2 separate regions of the Mus musculus genome follow, and region 1 is linked to region 2. A link is a contact called in public promoter capture Hi-C data. All regions are on one chromosome and are shown on one strand. The core of a region is the stretch at or near the end of the contact, and the rest is flanking DNA. Distances in the headings are between cores, read along the strand shown. Region 1 holds the start of Alox15 (arachidonate 15-lipoxygenase). Region 2 holds the start of Slc16a13 (solute carrier family 16 (monocarboxylic acid transporters), member 13).

Region 1 (6,104 bases), core at 1,506-4,005, 130 kb before region 2:
GCCTGTATTTTTATTCACTGTCGGACCCAGAGTCAGCTTCACTCAAAGGGTCCAGTTTGTTTTTGTAGGGCAGAGCAACATTTTAGGAGAAAATCAAGACCGTGAAGCTGGTGTGGGCTAGAAGAACACGCGGCTGGCAACAGTAAGCCCGAGAAGGGCTGATTTTCCTAGAGTGTGAGTTGTCTTACAAACCTTTCAGAAATAGATGGATACTCAATGGGAAAGTGGGGCAGCCAGTCAGAGAAAACAATATATAAAAAAATCCTACTAGATTATCTAAGGTAAAAATGGTTATCACACACCAATGAGAAGAGTAAGGGAGAACAGATATTCGTACACTGTACACTGATAGAACCACAAATCAGCACAGCTTTCTTTTTTTTTCTTCAATTTTTTATTAGGTATTTTCTTCATTTACATTTCAAATGCTATCCTGAAAGCCCCTGTACCCCCTGCCCCTGCTCCCCTACCCACCCACTCCCACTTCTTGGCCCTGGTGTTCCCCTGTACTGGGGCTCAGCACAGCTTTCTAAAGCAGGCAACTATACTTCCTCATATGTGAGTCCTTTGCCTGTTTGCACATGTCTCATGCTCACAGGGGTAAGATGGGATTAGATTCCCTGGAACTGGAGTTCACGGATGGTTGTGAGGCCACTGTGTAAGTGCCAGGACCCAAACCACGTCCATGCTACAAAGTAAGTGTTATCTTTCCAGCCAACGGTGGGGATTCCTTACTTTTGGTCAAAATTACACATGCATTTACCTTATAAATTGCATTTCTAGTATTTTTTTTTTTTTTTACCATTTACATCTTTACCTGTGAGAAGTAGTAGATTTATTGCTATAAGCAAAAATTGTTACAGGAGATTGCTGATAACTTGAATATCTATTTATAAGGAGCTGGTAGACTATGTTACAGCAAAACAACAGCAACCTTCAAAGTTAAGGGAGATCCATGTTCGTTACTGTGGACCGATTTCCTGATCTATGTTAAATGTGGGGGGTGCAGAGCAGGGGGTGTATGGATTATGTCACCCTGTGTGTGACAGAGACAGACATGGTGTTACAGCAAGGGCTGTTCTTACCCAAGAGGAGTCCAGGATGAGCCTTTTATGAATATGATTTTTTTAATTGAGCCACACAGAGAGATCTATCCAGGGATACACACTGTTGTGACTACCAATCTAGAAGACGCCCTGCGCCAAGTGAGCTGGGGTGAAGGTAAAAATCACAAGCTTGGTACCTCCTGTTGAAATAGTTGTGATGCCCATTAGCAAGCAGGACAGGATAGGAACGTTTAAGAAGAATAGGGCACATTTGTGTCACCATGGCATTTCTGTTTGATTCGGGAGCAGAGAGCCTTGCATTTACAGAAACAGAACAATTCAGGTTAGCGAACGTTCCAGTAAGTACCATACGTGCCTGAGAGTAATGCTGACCTCAGTTCCACCGGCGGTCGGGTCAGGGCTTAGCAAATATGTGATTCTTATTTCAATGGAAGGGGTGTGTTAGCTTGGGGATGTGCACAGAACTGACTCATAGTGGAGATTGCCATTCACCAGACACATTTTCATTGTCTTTGTTTAATTCAGTTTATAACACTCCATGCCAGAATGGCACCAAAGGTCATTTTATTACTCTTATTAGTCACATGGACTGAGAGTCTTTGTGGTCCCATGTCTCCCTAGAGGAAGGATGTATGTACAGTTGCATTCAGCTCAGTGGGTTCCAGGTGTAGCAACAGTTAACAATAAACGAATAAGCCCTGCTGGATGCGGTCTTGGCCTAGGAGGCGCTCCTGTGAGCCGGTGATACTGACACAAGGATGATCAGGGTCCAGCATTAGCCAGGCATCAGCAGAAGCGCTTCTGGGGTAGGCGGTAGAAGCTGGTTGTCTCTGGGTGGGGTGTAGAAGGCACTTCACTGAGAAGCTAGAGTCTCCTCAGGATTTGGAAGGATGAGTAGGGTGGACCCCGAGTACATGATTCTTCAGCAAATAACATGGAGTCTTTGGTGGTGGCTCTGGGGAGCAAGGGGCTTCAGCAGGAGTGCAGTGTGGGGAAGGGAGAAAATCAGGTTTCCGAGGGCTTTGAAGGCCAGGTAATTTGGGGTTTTATTATGCAGACATCGGGAGATATCTGGATGCTTTGAAACTCACAGGGATGAGCCCAGAGCCTGCCTCAGGATGGGCAAAGTGTACAGAGCTGGTAGAATTAATCGGGTGGCTAAAATGTGCCGCCTTTAAATGCTGCACAGCACCTGCAACCTTAAGATTATCCCTGGGCATGGGAAAACCCATCTGTGATGCGCGCACTGGAGAGTGGATGTATGTGCGTGTGAGAGTGTGTGTGTGTGTGTGTGTGTGTGTGTGTGTGTGTGAGAGAGAGAGAGAGAGAGAGAGAGAGAGAGAGAGAGAGAGAGAGAGAGAGAGAGAGAGTGAGCGCGCGTGGAGGAAGGTGTGACGGGGGCAGAAGGGACTGGACCAGATGTTGATTCTTTCTTGCATGTTTTCTTTTCAAATCCCCATCTACTTCTCCCTCCTGTTCTCCTCTCACCAAGATGATTTTTGAGAGTTCAGCTTTGCCCAGAGCCCCGCCTTTTTTGGGCTGGAACGAGGCCCCCAGCAAGTGCTGGGGGCCCCAGTAAGTGACAGAGGCGGGGTTAATTGCCACCTACAGCTCAACCCTAAACTAGACTTCTGAAGGGGCGGGGCCTCGGCTTTCTTATTTAGCCCGTCTACCCCTCTTGATTCTCAGAAGGGAGAAAACTTCATCTGCAAGATGGGTGTCTACCGCATCCGCGTCTCCACCGGGGACTCCGTGTACGCGGGCTCCAACAACGAGGTCTACCTGTGGTTGATCGGACAGCATGGGGAGGCATCTCTCGGGAAGCTGTTCCGACCCTGTCGGAACTCGGTGAGCTGCGCAGAGCTCTGGCTGTCCCGGGAGGCGGCAGGGTGAGGGGCTGGGGGCGGGGGCGGGGGCAAAGTCAAAGAAATCCCTAGGAACCCTGATGCGTGGCCCCTGAACTCTGAGGAAGGAGCTCACAGCCTCGGAAAGCGGAAAGGGTGCACAGAGGCATTCGGTGAGCGCTCAGTAACAGTTGCTGCCTCCTGGCCTCATTGAGTGGGATATTTCTGTGCGTCCCTCACTTCACAGAACTCTGCGGTACAGTAGTAGTGCCAGTATCAGCAGTGTCAGCTGCCCGAATGTCTCTAATTTTTTAAAGCTTAAGATTTACCATCTTCTCTCGTTCCTACTGTAGAACAGTCTGCCTGATAAAGCCTCCCAGTGTCTCCAGCTTCTTCCCTACGAACTGCCAAGCCTCTGGCTTACTCTCGGTCCCTCGGGACCTGGTCCTGTTTGGCTCCCAGTCCCCACGGCTCTCTGGGCCCTAGCTTCATGAAGGCGCTGGGGGCCCTAGCTTCATGAAGGCGCTGGTCCTTTCAGCCTCTACGCTCTCCATGGACTCTGCCTCGTGTCTTCTCTGATTTCATTCTCTCTCACCAACCCCGCCTCTCCAAATCCAGGTTTCTCCCTGGAGACCATCCTGTAGAAACCCTGGCTCAGGCCAAATGGAATTCCCATGGGTTCTCTGCCTTAGTGGGGTCTCCCATTTGACCCGTTCCTCACTGGGCCTCTGGCAGAGTTTCCAGAATTCCCCTTCCTCTAGTCCTCCCCCCACCCCCCGGGGAGGAAGGAGTGTACTTTCCCATCGTCCATCGTCCATCCTTAACCCTCTCACTCTTGGTTGAGGTGACAACCCTGAGTGGTGTCATGGAGCCTCTTTTCATCACTTTTCCTGTGGCCCAGTGGAAGCAGAACTCAGCCTGAGCACCCCATTCTGCGCCCCTGTGCTTATCTGCAGGAGGCAGAATTCAAGGTGGATGTGTCAGAATACCTTGGGCCACTGCTGTTTGTGAGAGTGCAGAAATGGCATTATCTCAAAGAGGACGCCTGGTTCTGCAACTGGATTTCTGTGAAGGGCCCCGGAGACCAGGGATCGGAGTACACGTTCCCCTGTTACCGATGGGTTCAGGGCACCAGCATCCTGAACCTCCCTGAGGGCACTGGTGAGCAGAGGGGTGGGGTGTGTGTGTGTGAAGAGGCATAGGGGGAACGGAGCCTCAGTTGTGTGAGGAAGGGGAGGCAGCGTGTGGGAGCTGGAGCCTGGAAGCTGGGCTGTTTGTTTGGTGTTTTAAATGAGTTGTCAAAGAAAGAGTAGCTGAAGCTGGCCCAGATGTCACGGAGGCTTCAGGGAGGGACATGAAGATGCATGCACAGAGGACAGCCAGGGCTGCCTGAAGAGGTACAGCCAGCTGGAAGGGGGTAGAGAAGCTCACAGAAGACATCCAGAGTGTCTCCCTCCTCGGCTTCTAGGCTGCACCGTGGTTGAAGACTCTCAAGGCCTGTTCAGGAACCACAGGGAGGAGGAACTGGAAGAAAGGAGGAGTCTGTACAGGTGAGGCTGACCCAGGGGACCCATGGCGAGCTGCCTCTGCAGTGCCCGTGCCTGATGTCACTTCTGCCCTCAGGTGGGGCAACTGGAAGGATGGCACAATCCTGAACGTGGCGGCGACCAGTATCTCTGACCTCCCTGTAGACCAGCGATTTCGAGAGGACAAAAGACTTGAATTTGAAGCTTCACAGGTTCTGGGGTGAGGGCAAGAGTGCCCGGCTTGAGGGTGGGTGTGTGCTGGTCTCGTCTATGGTACCTTTGGCTGTAATGTTTGGTTCTAAGTATAACTGTCACATCCTTTGCCCCATTCTTCCCTGAAGGACAATGGACACCGTTATTAACTTCCCTAAAAACACTGTGACCTGCTGGAAAAGCCTAGATGACTTCAACTATGTTTTCAAGAGTGGCCACACCAAGATGGCTGGTAAGTACACCTACCCCCAAATTACTCTTACCCCAAAACTCTTCCCAATGCAAGGAGATCGAGAAAGCCGGGTTGAGGGTGGGTGGGTCAGAGGCTTTTGTCTGACATCTCTGGTAGTCTGGGTCAAGTAGGGATGTTTTGGTGGGTGTTGGAAGGACCAGGAAGTTGGATCTTAGACACGTCCTCCTCCTATCCCTAGAGCGGGTTCGAAACTCCTGGAAAGAGGATGCTTTCTTTGGGTACCAGTTTCTCAATGGTGCTAACCCCATGGTGCTGAAGCGGTCTACTTGTCTCCCTGCCCGCCTGGTATTCCCTCCGGGGATGGAGAAGCTACAGGCCCAGCTGGATGAGGAGCTCAAGGTATGGGCATCAAAGCACCAGGAAGGCCAAGCAGGGAAGTGGAGGCAGGAGCCGGTGTTGGGTGTACTGGGTGTACTGGGTGTTGGGTGTACTGGGTGTTGGGTGTACTGGGTGTTGGGTGTACTGGGTGTTGGGTGTACTGGGTGTTGGGTGTACTGGGTGTTGGGTGTACTGGGTGTTGGGTGTACTGTGCTCAGATTTACTGTGAATTCCTGCTGGTTGTCAAGAGAGGATCCAGACAAATCCTAGACTGATGTAGAAAAATGTAGTACCGTGGCTTTCCCAGCACAGGAGAGGAGTATATGGTTGAAGAGAGGAGCCTTATTGGGGTGGCCAGTAGAGATGTGACGTTGTCCTGGAGGCCATGGGTCCAGAGAGGTACAGGGTGAGAGAATCCAAGGCAGGGCTGGGGCTAATTAGGAACCAAGCTGGGACAATGACAAGATTCATGGGGCCAGATAGACTTGCATCTAAATCCTGGTTTTGCTGGGTGATTTTAAGTGCACTATCTCATTTCTCTGATCTGTTTCTTTAGGGTAATAGACCAGTGGAAAATCACCCTGCCCCTGGTCTGTCCCTGAACTCGGGACTTGGAAATCTCCACCCCTATTATTCAAGGTTCACAGTCAAGCAATACTTCTAGGCTCTCTGTACTGTTTCACTAGCTCACTGCGCATGCTCCACTCGCTGGCTGCACATGCTCCAAAGACCCTGTAAAAGCCCGCCCCTCCACTCAGCTCGCTGCTTTCTCTGTTCCTGTTCAGAGGCCACCGCCGTTCTGTCACCCCAATAAATCTCATGTGTGAGGTTTGTTGCATGGTGTGACTTTGGGGTATTCCTTGGCTCCCGATTGCCAAGATAC
Region 2 (6,338 bases), core at 1,054-3,553:
CCTATGTTAAATGCACAAACTTACTAATTTAATCCCTGGCAGCTCTAAAAAGTAGGGAGTGTTCTCTTCAGTTCACAGATGACACCAATTGAGAAGTTAAGGATCTTGACCATGTAAAAAGTAGTAAAATAAATATTGGGACTGTGATCTGATTTTAAAGATGTAAAGACTGGGCTCTGTTGAGATTCAACTATTTTCTATACCACTGCCATATCCCTATTATGAGTCTGCTTATAACAAAACTGTAGACCCAAAGAATTTCGGCATTTTATTTTCCATATATGCAACTGAGAAATGTACCATGGTTTGGTTTGGTTCTGCTTGTGCAAGGGATTGAACTCAGGGACTTCCAGGAGAGCCCAAGCCCCCTTGGGTTTAGGGAGGGGAGCTTACTTTTTTTTTTTTTCGAGACAGGGTTTCTCTGTGTAGCCCTGGCTGTCCTGGAACTCACTTTGTAGACCAGGCTGGTCTTGAACTCAGAAATCCACCTGCCTCTGCCTCCCGAGTGCTGGGATTAAAGGTGTGTGCCACCATGACCAGCGGGAGCTTTTCATTGTATATATCTAATTACCTAATTTATTGCTGTGCATGCATGTGTGGCGTGTGTACGTGTGGAGGTGAGAGGACAACTCTATGAAGTCACTCTCCACTCTCCAGGGAGTTTCAGGGATTGAACTCGAGGCATCAGCTCTGCTTCGCCTGCTCTGCCATCGCTCTAGCCCCTCTTTGGGCTTCTGAGGCAGTCTTGTATGTAGCTCAGGCTGGTTTCAAACTCGACTCTGCCTCCTAAGCACCAGAGTAACAGGAACATGCCAACACAGCCAAGTTCCTTAAGATCGGATCTCACTAAATTGCCCAGATTAGCCTTTACCTCAGTCTGAAGTCCCAGCATGCCTTAAGCTTGCTACCCTCTTAGCCCGGTCTCAATAGCTGGGGTTGCAGACAGGCCTTATGTGTAGTGTTTTGCCTACATGTATTTAAGTGACCCAGATGGGTACATGCCTGTGGAGGCCAGAAGAAGGTGTCAGATCCCCTGGAACAGTGCGGGAGCTGACAAGACCTGAACCTTGTTCCTCTGAAAGAACAACAGCAAGTGCTCTTAACTGCTGAGCCATCCCTCCAGCCCCTACAGTGTGATTTCTTAAAAGCATAACTTCTTATACCATCCCCCTCTCGTTTGCCTCTTTCCCCATTGTTCTGCATATGAATTCCCAGCCCAAGGTTTCAAAGGTCAGAGTCCTGGGGAGCCTGAGGTACCATAAAAGAAAAGCCCAAGTCTTTGCTCTCAGGAGGTGAGGGGGCAGTGCCTCTAGAGCTCTGGTTAGATAAGAGGCTGACTGCTCCAGAGACCAGGGTCATAGCTTGCCTCTCTCAAGGTGTTCAGCATAAGATAAAAAACAAAACAACTGGTTAGGAAGTGGCCAGTACTAGAAGGCTAAGAGAAAGCTTCCAGCACTGCTGAGGAAAAAGTAGGTGGTAATGGGGGACTCTGGTGGTGTGACAGCCGCCCTTCCTCTTCTCAGTTATTTTTGGTCTCAGTGACCTGCTAGTTTCCTGCTAGTGGGGTCGGAAACGGCAGGAAAATAATTCTCATTACAGAAACGAATGCCAGGACTCCGGGTCGTCACCGGTCCTCGTTCCCCGCCTCCCCGCTTTATAACAGCAATACTGGGAATTGAACCAGGACCAGTTCAATGGGTCCTGTAACCCCCCTTTTAATTATGTAAAAAACAAAAACACAAAGAAAAACAAAATTGAGACGGAGTCTAGCTAAATTGCCCACGTTGACCATGAGCTTGCCTCTGCCTCCCGAGCAGCTAGGATCACAGTCTGCGCGTTCCTGTCTTCCCTCTTCCTCCGCCGCCCTCGGCTCAGCCGTCTAGAATTTTCAGGGCTTTTCTAGTCGTCCCAGGTGCTCTGTCAGTTTGACTCTTACCTCATAACCTGTCCCTTCATACCCACGCTGCATGGCAATTTTTGGATCCCTCACTAAGCAAGTGAGTTTCTGCCTGGCCAGGACCAGTTTATCCACAACCAGCCCTTTGATGCAAGTCTGGAAATGTGATTGCAGAACCGCAGAACCCTCAGGGTTAGGTCCCTTGTCACGTGGGACCTATCTTCCTCATGCCCCTCCCTACGCATGCGCCCCTCTCTCACTGCAGGTCCTGAACAATGCTGTAAACCCCGCCCAGCCCCTCCAGATCCACCCCCTGCTCTGGAGACCTGCATCCTAATTGGCGAACCAAGTGTTGGATGTTGGCCCACTTAGGCAGGTGTTAAATCCTCAAAGATAACATAATCCACAACCAGACTACCTCTCGTTAGGGTTGTGGCCCGAACCTGGTTTTATTTTCTGACCACTAAAGAAATCATCTGGCTGGAGTCTGGATCTCAGCTGCGGTCTAACCCGGCCCTGTGTCGGTGGCAGGTCCCGGTTTATAGGGCCTCCTTCCTCTTGGGGAAAGGCGCAGGCGCCACATGCTTTATCAGTAACTTCCTAGCTACCAGCCCCAGCTTAGCGCTGAGCGTCCTGCAGGGTAGGTGGGAGGGCCAAAGTGAGCGATTTAAAGCCCAGATCAGGCAGGGGCTCTTAGGAGTTGCCCCTTTGTTCCTTTCGGAATGGTGCGCAGGGCTGAGCCCCCCGACGGGGGCTGGGGATGGATGGTGGTGCTCTCAGCGTTCTTCCAGTCGGCGCTCGTGTTTGGGGTACTCCGTTCCTTCGGTGTCTTCTTCGTGGAATTTGTGGCGGCGTTTGAGGAGCAGGCAGCCAGAGTCTCCTGGATCGCTTCCATAGGGATCGCGGTGCAGCAGTTTGGGAGTGAGTGCGGCGTCCGGGTGCGGTGGCCTGCCACCCTCGGAGAAAAGAGGGAATTTGGGGACCAGAAAGGGGAAAGGGTCGGGAGGATGCTGAGGGAGGGTGGCGGAGACCACCTCGCAGAACCCATTCCAATTCCCTAGGCCCAATAGGCAGTGCCCTGAGCACGAAGCTGGGGCCCAGGCCTGTGGTGATGACTGGGGGCATCTTGGCTGCGCTGGGGATGCTGCTTGCTTCATTTGCTACCTCCTTGACCCACCTATACCTGAGTATTGGGCTGCTGTCAGGTGAGACCCTGGGCAAGGGCAGAAGTCTAAGGCCTGTATCTCAAGCTTCTGGGTTTTTCACCTTCTTCCACCTCTTTCCAAAAAGGCTCAGGGAGAACCTATGCCCTGAAGGGAATTCTTAAACTGAATGACTAAGTCAGAGATAATCCAGAAAACACAAGCCCAAACCCATCGGACTGGAGGGTAGAAGGGAGGTTGTTATTAAGATTGCGCTAGGTAGAGACCGAAATAGATATCATTGCTTACTTAAAAAATTAATAGTGACGCTTTCGATGCTTACATACCCGGGCAATGGAAGATTAATGTAGCCAAAAACAGTAGAGATGGGGCTCTTATTCCAAAGTTCTGTGTTAGGTACTTTAGGAACACTATCTTTTGTCTTCCCAGATCCCATAGAGCAGCGGTTCTCAACACGTAGGTAGCGATCCCGTTGGGAGAGTTGCTCAATTCTTTCATGGGGGGGGGGGGTGGTCACATAGCAGATGCTCTGACTTCAGATATTTTCATTACGATTCGTAACAGTAGAAAAAATACAGTTAGGAAGTAGTAATGAAAATAATCTTCTGGTTTGGGGGAGGAGGGTCACCACAACATGTATTGAAGAGTCAAAACATTAGGAAGGTCAGGACCCACTGTTATAAGGTGTGTTAACCCCATTTTGCAGATGAGGTGGTTGAGCCTGGGAGAGTAAGCAGAACACACAAAGTCACACAGCTAGAAAGTGTTAAAACCCAGCACTGTGAACACCCAGGTCTGTGGGCGTGCAAAGCAGGGGCTAGTCTGCTCCAAGGTTGTGCTGGGATTACTGGGTGTTCTGAGCACCTCCAAAGCCCACAGCCTCCCGCCTTGTTCTCCTTTTGACAGGCTCTGGCTGGGCCCTGACCTTCACTCCGACCATGGCCTGCCTTTCCCGTTACTTCTCTCAGCGTCGATCTCTGGCCATGGGGCTGGCCCTGACTGGAGTGGGCATCTCCTCTTTTGCATTTGCCCCCCTCTTCCAGTGGCTGATCAACAACTATGCCTGGAGAGGGGCCCTCTTGCTAGTGTCTGCCCTCTCACTACACCTGATGGCCTGTGGTGCTCTCCTCCGCCCACTCTCCCTGACTGAAGACGCTGCTGTGGGTGGCCCTGGGGCCCAGATCACCTCTCTCCTCCGCCATGGTCCCTTCCTCCGATACACTGCTGCCCTCACCCTGATCAACACTGGCTTCTTCATTCCATACGTCCACCTGGTGGCCCATCTGCAGGACCTGGGCTGGGACCCACTGCCTGCGGCCTTCCTACTTTCAGTGGCTGCTGTTTCTGACCTCGTGGGGCGCGTGGCATCTGGTTGGCTGGGAGATGCAGTCCCAGGGCCTGTGGCCAGGCTTCTGATGCTCTGGACCACCCTGACTGGGGTGTCACTAGCCCTGTTTCCTGTTGCTCAGGCTTCCTCAACCCTGGTAGTCCTGGCTGTGGCCTATGGTTTCACATCAGGAGCCCTGACCCCAGTGGCCTTCTCCGTGCTTCCTGAACTGGTGGGGACTGGAAGGATTTACTGTGGTATGGGACTGGTGCAGATGATCGAGAGTATCGGCGGGCTGCTGGGGGCTCCTCTATCAGGTAAGAGAAGTGGGGTTGCCAGCTGGGCCGGGGATGTCATGTTGTCTAGTTGGGGGAAGGAACTAGTTCCACAATGGTATGTGTTAATGGTGCCCTCTAGTATGTAAACAGTGTACCGCCTGCATAGCCAATCATAACAGTCCTAAAGTGAGTTCACAGGAGGACAGAACTTGGGTCTAAGAAGGTCTGAGTGGGAAGACAACAGTGAAACTTCAGGCTTGGTTTTCAGAAGACCTGGCTTGGCCTAACTTGTCAGTGTCTTATCTTTTCCTTTGGCCCAGTGGGCCCCTACCCAAATGTCTGAAACGTCTGGTTAAAGTTCGCTGTGCTCAAGATGCCAGAACCTTCTGATCTTTAACATCTTCCCCTTAACTATTAACTGAAGGCTTAAAAGGTCCACTGTTGCCAGAACAAACACACAGATATGCTTGACTTCCTATGGCTCACCAACACCTACAGACTGCTTTGGGAGTCCTTTCTTCAGGAAGGGCGGCAGCTGAAATGACCTTTGGAGGCTGTTTAAGAAACCCTAGTCTCGTATTCATCCAGTCTCACCTTGGGAGTTCCATCTCTTGCAGGACAGTGGGTTTTCCTTTGCCCACAGATGGGTCTAGGCCATCAGCCCCAGTGTGCAGATCACCCATGTATGTTTCTCTTTCTCTTGGACCCAGGCTACCTCCGGGATGTGACAGGCAACTACACGGCTTCTTTTGTGGTGGCCGGGGCCTTCCTACTCGCAGGAAGTGGAGTTCTTCTCACCCTGCCCCATTTCTTCTCCTGCATCTCAGTTTCTACCTCCAGACCCCAGGACCTTGTGATAGAGGCATCAGATACCAAAATTCCCCTGCCCAAAGAGGAGGGGCTGGGAGAGAACTAAACTCCACCGAGAGCAGTGTCATGGAAACAGCTTGGTGGTGCCAGGTCTTTGGCCTCACCACGGCATCTACAGAAGTACAGTGCCTTAGGATTCTTGCTAGGATTCTCCTCCAGAGCAGGCCCAGGGTTCCTGCAGTTTATGTGCCAACTGTTCATGTTCTGTTGAGGACTCACCTATCGCCTTTGCTCTCCCGAGCTTCTCTGAAGGCTCCAGGAGATCCCACTCCACTGAGTTCTGAATCAAATCTGAAAGTCAAAGGGCAAGAATCTCCTCATGTTTTTATATGTGCTAGCTGGTGTCCCTTGTATATCAAACAAGTAAGAGAACTGGACAATAATTGTAACCTCAAAAAAGAGCTGGGAACCAGGTGCTTGGGGCAGCTAATAGGGCCATGGCTGAGCCAAGGAGTGGAGATGTCCATGAACTCTGGTGACCCAGAGTTCCTCCCTCCTGTCCACTCATCCCCCTCTTCTCCACTATTCCTGTGACACAGGGAAATTTTTCAGAGACAGGCCTATGTATGGAAGAAGGTGGCTTGAGAGCAGAGACTGGAACTGATAAAGCTAATGTGTGACCTAAGAGACTGAGCCTCACCATGTAGCCCAAGCTACTCTTGAACTTGAGAACTGGCCTCCTCCCAAGTACTAGGATCACAGGTGCACACAGCCTTACCCAGATGGATCTTTGTTCCTCCTAGGCTAACAAGGGCAGATCAAAACGCAAGGAAAAAAAGTAAGGGTTGGGAGCTAGAAAGAAG

What was found. Capture Hi-C pulls out chosen DNA fragments and counts their contacts.
Region 1: a contact with region 2 is called in a promoter capture Hi-C map of adipose tissue. The contact joins the promoter of Alox15 here to the promoter of Slc16a13 in region 2. A contact is called at or near these places in 7 of 39 promoter capture datasets (the 3T3-L1 cell line, the C10 cell line, liver and 3 more), 9 of 484 Hi-C or Micro-C datasets (the 3T3-L1 cell line, 3T3-L1-derived adipocytes, the C3H10T1/2 cell line and 6 more), 13 of 115 datasets of contacts at active chromatin or transcription factors (SST interneurons, bone marrow-derived macrophages, embryonic forebrain and 8 more) and 4 of 9 other capture datasets (adipose tissue, liver, macrophages and 1 more).

Annotation. Positions count from the first base shown.
Region 1 is chr11:70,348,682-70,354,785 of GRCm38.p6, reverse strand. Alox15 (arachidonate 15-lipoxygenase) reads left to right here and starts at 2,755. Exons shown (of 14, transcript NM_009660.3): 1 at 2,755-2,915; 2 at 3,868-4,072; 3 at 4,380-4,461; 4 at 4,535-4,657; 5 at 4,779-4,882; 6 at 5,082-5,242. The coding sequence starts at 2,781.
Region 2 is chr11:70,216,959-70,223,296 of GRCm38.p6, reverse strand. It overlaps Slc16a13 (solute carrier family 16 (monocarboxylic acid transporters), member 13), which reads left to right and starts at 2,303. Exons shown (of 4, transcript NM_172371.3): 1 at 2,303-2,818; 2 at 2,959-3,102; 3 at 3,967-4,704; 4 at 5,376-6,338. The coding sequence starts at 2,620. The coding sequence ends at 5,581.